Regions from separate parts of the Zea mays genome. Here region 1 is linked to region 2. The links are chromatin contacts, called in public Hi-C maps. All regions are on one chromosome and are shown on one strand. The core of a region is the stretch at or near the end of the contact, and the rest is flanking DNA. Distances in the headings are between cores, read along the strand shown. Region 1 holds the start of LOC103650268 (Core-2/I-branching beta-16-N-acetylglucosaminyltransferase family protein). Region 2 holds the start of LOC103652042 (RING-H2 finger protein ATL70).

Region 1 (5,338 bases), core at 61-2,560, 530 kb before region 2:
CTCCGGGTAGCACGAGTGCTTCCTCTTGACGAGACACGGCAGCTTGAACTTGTTCCAAAGCCTCCTGTCCCTGACCACCATGACAGCGTGCCTCCTGGTGAGCACGAAGAACTGGGAGCCGACGCGGAAGCTCTCGTAGGGCACCTCCGGGAGCATGGCGTCGTCGCCGCGCGCGTAGTAGCGGTCGTGCAGAGTGGGCTCGGCGTCGAGGATCTCGATGAAGCTGCGGTGGCGGCCGCGCGGGCCGGCAGTGTCAGCGGTGAGCGTGCGGTAGAGGGCCGGGAAGGGCCGCAGCGGGACGCAGGACTGGGAGAGCATCGCGAAGAAGTGGTTGGCCGGGTCGTCGAGCAGCGCGGTGGCGAGGAGGCGGCGCGCGGCGGAGATGAGCGTGGCGGAGGCGCGCTGGGTGGCCTTCCCCCGGATTACGCGGCCGCGGAAGGAGGGCGTGGGCGGGAGGGCGAACGCCGCAGCCGGGTCGGCGTGGACGTAGACGTTGAGGAGGCCGTGGTGGCCCGCGAAGAACCTCTCCCAGAGCGGGGCGAAGACGAGGTCGGAGTTGGTGAGGAAGAGAAAGGCCACCTTCTGCTTCCTCTGTCGGCGGTGGGCAGCGCCGAAGAAACGCGAGGGGGAGGCGGGGCCAGCGCCGGCCTTGGAGGAGGGCGCGGCGGAGAGGAGCACGGCGCGGCGGAACAGCGCGAGGTCCTCCGTCTCGTCGGCGTCCGGGATGGCCGGGAGCGCGCGGGGCGGGATGAGGCGCGGCGCGACGAGGAAGACGGCCGGGACGGACAGCACCAGCAGCAGCAGCAGCGACAGCACGTAGGGCGGCGCCATCTCCCCTGCTGCTCCTCAGCCTTGCGACTGCGATCCTGTGGCCGGACCAGAAGGGAGAACGGGATACGAAACCCCCGCGGGGCGCGGCTCGGATCAGGAGCGGTCGGCTCCCTCTCCCTACGACGAGCGGGCCGGATCTCGCCGCCGCAAGAGCGCGCGAATTCGGGAAACCCGCGAACCAGGACAGGGTCAGGAAACGGTAAGGGGGTAAAGCAGGCAGGCGCAGCAACGGGAACCGGCGGAGGGAAACGGGGAATGTCGATTGGCGACGACGTGCGGCAGCGGATCCGAGGAGGGTGCAGAGCCCAATCGCGCGGCGGGGCTCTGGGGCGAGGGCGGCGGGGGGAGGAGTGGAGACGAGGCAGAGAAGGGGTGACCGGGTGAGGTGGGGAAAGTGGAAGGGGGACGAGGGAGTGATGAACGATGGCGCTCGCTGCCTTTTATCCGGACACAAGGGGTACCGTAAATATAATATCCGTAAATATAATATCCGTGCAATCAATCATCTTAATTAAATGATTTGATGTATCCCAATTCCCATTAAAATCCAATAATAATTAATAGCTTATTGGTTCGGATTAAAGTTAGGTGTTTAAAACGGTACAACTCTAATTTATAGAAACAAAAATACTATAAAAATAGTAGAAACGGGTAGGGATTAAAGTCAAATAAACAGGATGCTTTTGAAGTACTTGTGTTTGATAAGGCACATAATCATATTTGATGGTATTAATTATTGTTATATTTGATGGTATTAATTATTGTTATGGCATACAATGATATTTAATGTGGTGTTATTGATTGAATTGGGCCAGGTGTTACTAGCAGTGATGTGTCACTGATAGAGATGGCAACGGGTATAAACCCGCTGGGTTTTGCCGTCCCAAACCTGTACCCGTGAAAAATATCCATGCCCATTAAAAACCCGTACCCATGACGGGTTTGAGATTTTGCCCAAACCCGTACCCATCGGGTTAGCGGGTACCCATGAGTTACCCGTGGGTTTCATCTCCAATATACTTGTTCTTCTCATAATCAATAAGTATCGTAATGATTAATGAGATCATGATCCAAAATCTATGTAATGAACAACGAGTTCATGATTTGGTATAAAAATTATTAGTAGAGAGAATGAAATACAAATAATAAGTTGTATAATTAAGTGACCTTGCACTAAGTTATCCATCCACCACATATATAACGCTAGTAAAAACTATAATAGCAAGCAAGCAACACTCTCATCGACTACTGATACATTCATCAATTAATAAAAATTATGAAGTAAATAAGGAATAACAAGTTTGTTGGTCATTTATAAAATAAAATGACAATATGCACTAGGTTTGGTCGGGTTTAAAAAACCCACGGGTTCACGGGTTTGGGTACTATAGGAACAAACCCGTACCCATAAACCCGCCGGGTATAGATTTATGCCCATTAACAAACCCATGGGTATGAAAATTGACCCAAACCCGTACCCTAATGGGGTAAAAACCCATCGGGTTTCGGGTTTTGGGTACCCATTGCCATCTCTAGTCACTGACAAGAGAACCTAATAAGCCAGTCTAGAGGGTAAATAAATTTAACATCAAATTAAATATACGATCTATATACCAGATATTAATATTAAATTAATAAAAATAAATATTATAATTTACTTTATGCAAAAGGTTGAAAAAGGTACGAGTTGAAAAAAAACTCGACTCTCTTTCTTTATAGCTCACTCGATCGTTCGTCCTCCTTCATTTAATGGAGTGGTACTATATAAAAGTGTCACACTGCATATGGCTTCGTATCGTGTTGAGTTTGAATGATTTTTTATATCATATCTATAGTATAACACCCTCAATTTAGGGGTATAAAATTTCTTCTCTAAATGCGTACCAAATTCAAGTGTTATCATTGTCTTTCTCTCTAGTCACCCCTCTCTCTTCCTTTTTAATAGAATTGGGTTACTTAAGTGAGGGATTAGTTAATTACTTTGTCAAAACTATATGAGTCATGAATTGTTGCATCATGCTGAGCCTAGAATATTCTTTGAATTGATGCACATGTTTGAGTGGGTTTGAATTTGAAACTTGGTTTGAATTTGATTTGAAAACCCTAGAGAAAATAAAAAGAAAAGCATTAAGAAAATCCCTGAAAAAAGAAAAACTCATTTCAGCCCAAGCCGGCCCAACTCGGCCTAGCCAGGACGCCAGCGCGCTTCTTCGTCGCTTGACAGGTGGACCCCACCTGCCAGCGACCGCCTGCGTCCGCACACGCGCGCTCTCTCTCCCTCTCTCCCTTCCCGCTGCCCGATGCGACCGACCTGTCGGCGCCAACCCACCCGCGCTCGTGGCCGCTCTCGCTCGCTGCTTGGTGGGACATTCCTGTCAGCGCTGACCGCCCGTTCGCCCGCTCACCCTCGCTGGTCTACGGACCCCACCTGTCAGCCACTCCCCTCTTCCCTAATCTCCTACCCGCACTCTTCGTCGTGGACGCGCCCACGACCGCGCGTTTTCTGGCCATGACCCTCACGCCCGAGCCCTTTTCTGCAGCCCACGCCCACGCACTCACTCCCCTCGCCCAGTTGCGCTCTCACCTGAACTCCCTCGCTCTCTCTCTCGCTCTGTGCACGCGCCCGTGGAACTCCGTCGAAGGTTCGCCGTCGTTTCGTGGCCGTCGTTGAGCGTTTGTCGCGTCCGTTGCCTCGGCCAGCAACGCGGGACACCTTCCGGTTTGCCCTAAGTCTCTCTGTTTTGCCCGGTCCGTGCTCACCAGCGTTCTCCCCGTGCAGTCAAAGCCCGCCGCCGTCGACCCAAGGCAACCCTGCGTCCCCGCCGTTGCTCAGGTGCTCCAGAGTTTCCTCTCGAGGTGAGCAATCCCCCTGCCCCTATTTCCCCGTTCGTTGCTTTGTTCTTTGCGCGATTGCACGCTGGAGAAAGCTCACGCCGCCATTGGGCCACTCCGCCGCGTTCTGCATCCTCGGGTGCCTCCGCATCGGCGTTGTACCCACGATTGAGTCCGCCGTGTTGCCCTAAGTGCGCCTGAGCCCTTCCCCAGTCCCCTAGACCTTCATCATGACCGTGCTCTCGTCTCCGGCGAGACCTCGCCGTGGAGACAAGCGGCGCCGCCGCGATTAGGACCGGCCACCCTGACCGCGCTTGTCGTTGGATCCCAGACGTCCATTCGAGATCTGGCGGTCTGAGTTTAATTAGAACCGATCTAACCTCAGCCATCCGTTTCAGATCTGACCGCTCAGAGCTCCCCCTCACCTGCGCCCCTGGCGCTGGGCCCGGTCTGTCAGCCCTACCTCAGGTCGCTGACGCCCCTGCCCGGCCCGTCAGCGCTCGCCGTGTATCACTCTGGTGTTACTGTTACTAAAACTTGAGCATAACATCATGAGCATTGTCATATCATGTGTTTGTTACACCTAGAATGCATTCACTAGGTAAAATCTCAAATAAGTTGTGATGTTATGAGTTGAAGTGTGGTTAACCCTAGGGTAGGGTAATAAACCCTAGGTTAGGGTTTAGGGAGGTAAGTGAAGTCCAAATTGAACAAAACCTCAAAAACCATGAGAAATAGCCATAAGGGCTTAAAATTTAGAGACTTTAGTGACACCAAAACCCTAAAGTGCTAAAAACCCTGAAAAGACCCTTGGAAAACCCTAAATTGGAACCCTAGGGGGTTAAGTGTACATTTTGTGCACTTTGAAAGGGAAATGTGCCCTTGGGCCATTTCTATAATGTTTTGGTGATTAAGTGTCCAACACATAGCAAGTGATTAGCTATGTGCCAAACAAGCAAGAAGTGCAAATCATGTAACAAGGTACGTTTCTAGACTTAGTACATTGTTTTGAATAATAACATATTTTGTCTAAGTGCAAGAAATAGGGAGAAAAGATTTGGAAAAAGACTTGGCTTGATGCAACCAAAACTCAGCTCAGTCTGGCACACCGGACTGTCCGGTGTGCACCGGACAGTGTCCGGTGCGCCAGGTTGGTCTCCGGTGAAAAGACCGCTCTAGGAAAAAGATCGGCGGCGTACGGCTATAATTCACCGAACTGTCCGGTGGTGCACCGGACTGTCCGGTGAGCCAACGGTCGCCAGCGCAACAGTCGGTCGCGCAATCCACGGGCGACACGTGGCCCACAGCAACGGTCGGCAGGGGCACCAGATTGTCCGGTGTGCACCAGACATTGTCCGGTGTGCCAACTGCCCCCAAGGACCAACGGTCGGATGCGCTAGAAAAGGAAGGAGATCGCGCACTGGACAGCTACAGTGACTGTTCGGTGGTGCACCGGACTGTCCGGTGCGCCACCCGACAGAAGGCAAGTTTGGCCTTCCAAGTTGGCCTCCAACGGCTCCTAGCTGCCTTGGGGCTATAAAAGGGACCCCTAGGCGCATGAAGGAGATACACAAGCATTCACTAAGCATCCTAAGGCATCCAGACTCTTTTCCCGCGCATTCGTTTCGTTGTGTTAGAGATTGGAGCTCTATTCGAGTCAAGAACTCCCTGTGTT
Region 2 (5,226 bases), core at 956-3,455:
ACACCGGATAGTCCGGTGGTGCACCAAACATGACACTGTTCACTGTCCGGTGCCTGCCACGTGAGTAGACCGTTGGGGTTTGGAGCGGTTGACCATTGAAGTCTCTTGTATTCTTGTGGCACCGAACAGTCCGGTGGCACACCAGACAGTCTGGTGCATTCTGACTTCGCAGCTCTGACTTCTGACTTGCGCACTATTCACTTTTATTGTACATCGCAGTCGACCGTTGGGCGCAGTTGATCGTTGCTCCGTTAGCTCACCGGACATGTCTGATGCACACCGGACAGTCCGGTGAATTATAGCGGAGCGATTCTCAAAAAAACCAAGAGCGACCAGTTTGTGGGGATGCTTGACCTAGGTACCGGACAGTGTCCGGTGCGCCATTGGTAGCACCTCTACTTGTCTTTTGCTCCAAACTTTGAAGAGTTCCCAACTCATTTTCTTTGTTGGTTTATGTTGAACTTTATGCACCTGAGATAATAGACAACTCGGCAAACAAGTTAGTCCACGTGGTTTGTGATCGACGTCAAACACCAAAATCGATTATAGAAAATGTATAAGCTCATTTCCCTTTCATCCCCCATAGATCCCCTCCAATTCCATATCCACCAAACCAGCCCTAAAGCGGCAGAGCCACCCTCGACTTATCGTGGCCAATATGAAGAGGGTCTGCTTGACATCGTGTGCCCACACAGAAGAAAGAGGTGGTTCAAAAAGGTCAAGATGCATGTCGCCGTCCACGAATCTTAATTAGCAGCCACGTCATCGTCTGCCATCTATCCCTACATTACCTGGTGTCGAGCACAAAAAACGTCCTTGCAGACGGTCCGACCCTGAGGCCAGACGCTCTGTGGTCCAGACTGTCCGACATAGCGGTGCAGACCATCCGCGCATGCGCAGAATCAGTTAGGATTCTAAATTTCTTGCGAGATGTGTTAGCTAAACCTGCGGGGTTAACTCGACAACCGACTTGTAACGGGTCTAGACCTCTCCCGTTATATAGATGAAGGGATATGACCGGTTGAACCCCCAACAATCGACACATTCAATTCTACTTCTCGTTTTACCTTATGCATTAGGACTAGTTCTAGTTTAGCCCTACTTTAGTCTCCCTCTACCTCAAATCTTCACATCTCTTCGACTCTACGTCGACTAGAGACATCTTGGATGGCCTGCCGATGACAAGACACACCCTAGGATCCTCCTCCCAGACGAGGTCCCTCCCGGGAGGGGAGATCTAGGTCTGTTACGAAGAAGACCCTCTACGTCATCGCGGACCGTTGGGACATACGCAGAGGAGGAGTCGCTCCTGCACCTAGGTCGTGGACCGTCCGACCCTGCGCCGCGGACCGTCCGCGCTTCCGCAGAAAGCACCACGAGACGGTCCGTTCCAGTGTTTGGTGCCCAGATCGATGGCAACACCTGGGTAACAACACACGTATAGCTGAAGGGTTGATCACAGATGCAATCATGTGAAATATATCACGAAAGCAGAAATAATCTCATGTAATAATTGCTTGCATAAGCTGAATCGACATATACTTAATTAGTTTAATTACAACAATGGAAAAAAGATAACCAGTTGGATCCTCTAGTCCTATTCATACAACCTTAGAACAAGATAACAGTTTAATCTACCAATGCTATTCATATCTAATTTATCCTGTTAGTCAAATACTGAAACCGTACATATTACGGTTGCCTAGCAACAATAGATACATGCAATATACTTACAATACGTCTATCAGCGAGTTTTTTTTACAGTTGGCAATGGGTACAAACCTGTTACGTATCACTTGTCCTAATATGTACCCACGAATAAAATGTCTGCTAAAAAATCATACCCATGACCAATATAAAATTTTGACATACAATACTAATTTTAGTTTAAACTTTGTTACATGAAGTTTATTTCAACTAGAACATATTAAATTAATAATATTATGAGACATATGTGTAAATTATGTTGATTTTAATGCGGATTTTAAAAATTCATGGGTTTGCGGGTATGGACAGTGGAATAAACCCATTCTCACATATCTGTTGGGTTCCATTTGAGTCTATTAACAAACCCATGAATAGAGAAATTAGCATAAACACATGCCCTAAAAGAGTTAAAACACACTGAATTTCGGGTAGCGGGCAGGTACTCTTTGCCATCTCTAAGTTATGTTCTATTTCAATTGATGGCAGAGCTTCGGCATTACATTAAAGACAAAACAGAGTGCCACCACGATCTACCATCTCCTTCTCCCAGCCAATGTTTTTTTCTTGTTTTCTAGAGTAAACAAGAAGAGTCAGAGAGCCGGTGACACCACGACCTTTGCATGCAAGTTCAGGTTTGAGTTCGAATTCTGAGTTTCTGACAATCGTATACCTCCCAAACAAGCCTGGAACGGCAACTCATGTTTCCGAGCCCGTCGTAGATGTAAATAGAAGACAAATTGTATGGCGATCAACGTGCAACCTTCGTGATTTTGACAGCTTATCAGTTACGGTTTAGCTTAAAATAAAATAAAATTAAGGGTGGTTTAGGGCCCACGGTGGCACCAAGTTAGCTCCGCCTGTACTCCCACTTCCGCCCTAAACAAGGCGGATAAATAGCCTGTTCGTTCAGCGCGCGATGTCACGCTTGACGCATGTTCGTGCAAAAGAAATCGTTTTTTTTTTGTTTTGTTTTTTGCAAGTTGCAACAATGTTTGCGGCTATACATGAGCCTATAATCGTTGAAGCCTACGAACTATATAATAATTTCCAAAGTTTGAGACTCGGTTCAACTGCGCAGGAGGACTAGTGATGATGAAGGTGTAGATTCTGCGTCACTTCACGACGTCACTGTCGCCGGGTGCCATCAGGGCATGTCCCGGCCATGCGACCCCATCCACACAAGCAACCACTGAGCAGAGCGCCACCTCCCTCCGTCACCCCCACCCCCACCCCACTCGCATCCCACGCAACGCGGAGCATCGCCTCGCCGGGCAGCCAGCCAAGCTCGATCACTCGACCGCCGCGGGATGGTGAGGCTGGAGGCCGCCTTCGCCGTCGTCAGCGTGCTGGCCGTGGTCACCGTGGCCGCCCTGCTCCGCGCGTGCTCCCGCCGCGCCGCGCCCGCGCGCCTGAGGGACGACGACGAGGCCCGCCGCGCACACCGCCGCACGGTCACCGCCGTGTTCGTGGGCGGCGTGGAGGACGTCGAGGCGGGGCTCGACGAGGCCGCGCTCCGGGCGCTGCCCAAGGTGGTGTACGGCGACGAGGAGGCGGCCACCAGGGCGTGCTGCGCGGTGTGCCTGGGCGAGTACGCCCCCGGGGACGTGCTCCGCGTGCTGCCCCAGTGCGCGCACGCCTTCCACCAGCGCTGCGTCGACCGGTGGCTGCGGCTGCACCCGACGTGCCCCGTGTGCCGCTCGCCGCCGGTGACCACCCCCGTCGCCGCCGCCGCCAAGCCTTTGGCCGTTGCCCCGCTGTCCTGAGCTGCTGCTGTTTACTACTCAGCAGATTCCGGGGTACAAGATGTAAAATACAAGCATTGTTTTGTACTAGCATAACAGCATATAGAATGGAAGAAAGTTGAGAAACATCCATTCCAGCCGCGAGCAGCCACACGAATTCAGAGAGGCATCAGCATCACATCCAGCAAATAGCATCGGGTTCTGATTAGATCCAAACAAACTGCTGTTTCTGGCTGGGTGCGCTGGTGCGGAGATGGGTACCCCGCACCCATAGATACCCAGACACTTATTATTTTTCATGCATGCAACTGGTTCTGCAAGTTTGACAATACACATACAAACATTAGAGCGGAGTAATTAATACATGGCCTAAGGTTAACATGTTTACGCGGTTAGGTACCATACAACCACAAGAAGATGATACATGTATGGCGGCGACAGCAGCCATACAAAACAGCTAAATGCAGAGCCTAATTACCAACCTGTCACCCAGCAGCGTCAGACTGACTAATTAACATGCTTACCGTTCCATAGACTTTTTAACTGATAACAATGTGAATGCGAATGCGAATGTTTGTTCCTAAATGAGATACACGGCGCCGGAAGGGGTTCAGGTTTTTCCGGCGTTGCGGCTTCAGGTGCACTTCACCGTCGAGTGCGGCAGCTGTCCATTGTTCACGGGCTGGCTCTCCTGGCTTCCGTCTTTGTCGGTGGAGTTCTCTGCTGGAGCTCCAGGTGCTGGATCGGCGGCAGTGGCCTTGGTTCCAGGTGCTGGATCAGTAGCAGCAGCATCTGAGTTGGTTCCAGGCACTGGAGCAGCAGCAGCAGCAGGCTCGGCATCTGATTTGGTCTCAGGCGCTGGAGCAGCAACGGCAGCAGGCTCGGCGTCTGATTTGGTTTCAGACGCTGGAGCAGCAACAGCAGCAGGCTCGGACTCTGATTTCATCTCAGGAACTGGAGCAGCATCAGCAGCAGGCTCAGCATCTGATTTCGTTTCAGGCACTGGAGCAGCAACAGCAGCAGGCTCGGCATCTGATTTGGTCTCAGGCACTGGAGCAGCAACAGCAGCAGGCTCGGCATCTGATTTGGTCTCAGGCGCTGGAGCAGCAACAGCAGCAGGCTCGGCTACTGATTTGGTCTCAGGAGCTGGAGCAGCAACAGCAGCAGGCTCAGCGTCTGATTTGGTCTCAGGCGCTGGAGCAGCAACAGCAGCAGGCTCGGCGTCTGATTTGGTCTCAGGCACTGGAGCAGCAACAGCAGCAGGTTTGGCGTCTGATTTGGGCTCAGCAGCTGGAGCAGCAACATCAGCAGGTTCAGCAGGAGCAGGGGCCGAATCCTCAGTTGGGTTGCTTGCTGCAGCTTCAGGCTCAGCTGGCTTGACATCTTTCTTCTCCTCCGATGGCACAGGAGGAGCTGCAATAGCTTCTGCCAGTTCTTCAGTTTGTTTCTTATCTTCTTCCATTGGTGCTGGTGCAGGAGCATCAGCCATGTCAGCATCTTCTGTTTCAGCAGAGGCCCCCTTCACCTCTTCAGCAGGCTTCATCTCCACATCAGTCTCCTTTGCGGCATCTTCGCTTGGGGCCTCCTCTGCCTCCTTGCCAGTTTCAGCATCTTTGGCTTCTTCGGTCTCAGGGGTTTCCTTCTTCCCCTGCTTACCCTTCCTACCACTGGAGTTCCTGCTGCGCTTCGGGATCTTCTCGCCCTCTGGGCTATCAAATACCTTGACTTTCTCGCTAATACGAGCAGAACGCCTTGGGGTATCACCTGTTTGCAAAGC

Evidence for each region. A called contact is a pair of places that touch in the nucleus more often than the background predicts.
Region 1: a Hi-C map of tassel shows a contact between it and region 2, with 2.3 times the contacts expected there. The contact joins the promoter of LOC103650268 here to the promoter of LOC103652042 in region 2. A contact is called at or near these places in 2 of 25 Hi-C or Micro-C datasets (ear and tassel).

The regions. Positions count from the first base shown.
Region 1 is chr3:112,319,509-112,324,846 of Zm-B73-REFERENCE-NAM-5.0, reverse strand. LOC103650268 (Core-2/I-branching beta-16-N-acetylglucosaminyltransferase family protein) reads right to left here and starts at 1,310. Exons shown (of 2, transcript XM_008675877.4): 1 at 1-1,310. The coding sequence starts at 831.
Region 2 is chr3:111,787,314-111,792,539 of Zm-B73-REFERENCE-NAM-5.0, reverse strand. LOC103652042 (RING-H2 finger protein ATL70) reads left to right here and starts at 2,205. Exons shown (of 1, transcript XM_020550267.3): 1 at 2,205-3,575. The coding sequence starts at 3,015. The coding sequence ends at 3,470. mbd105 (methyl binding domain 105) reads right to left here. Exons shown (of 3, transcript NM_001111704.2): 3 at 3,658-5,213. The coding sequence ends at 4,084.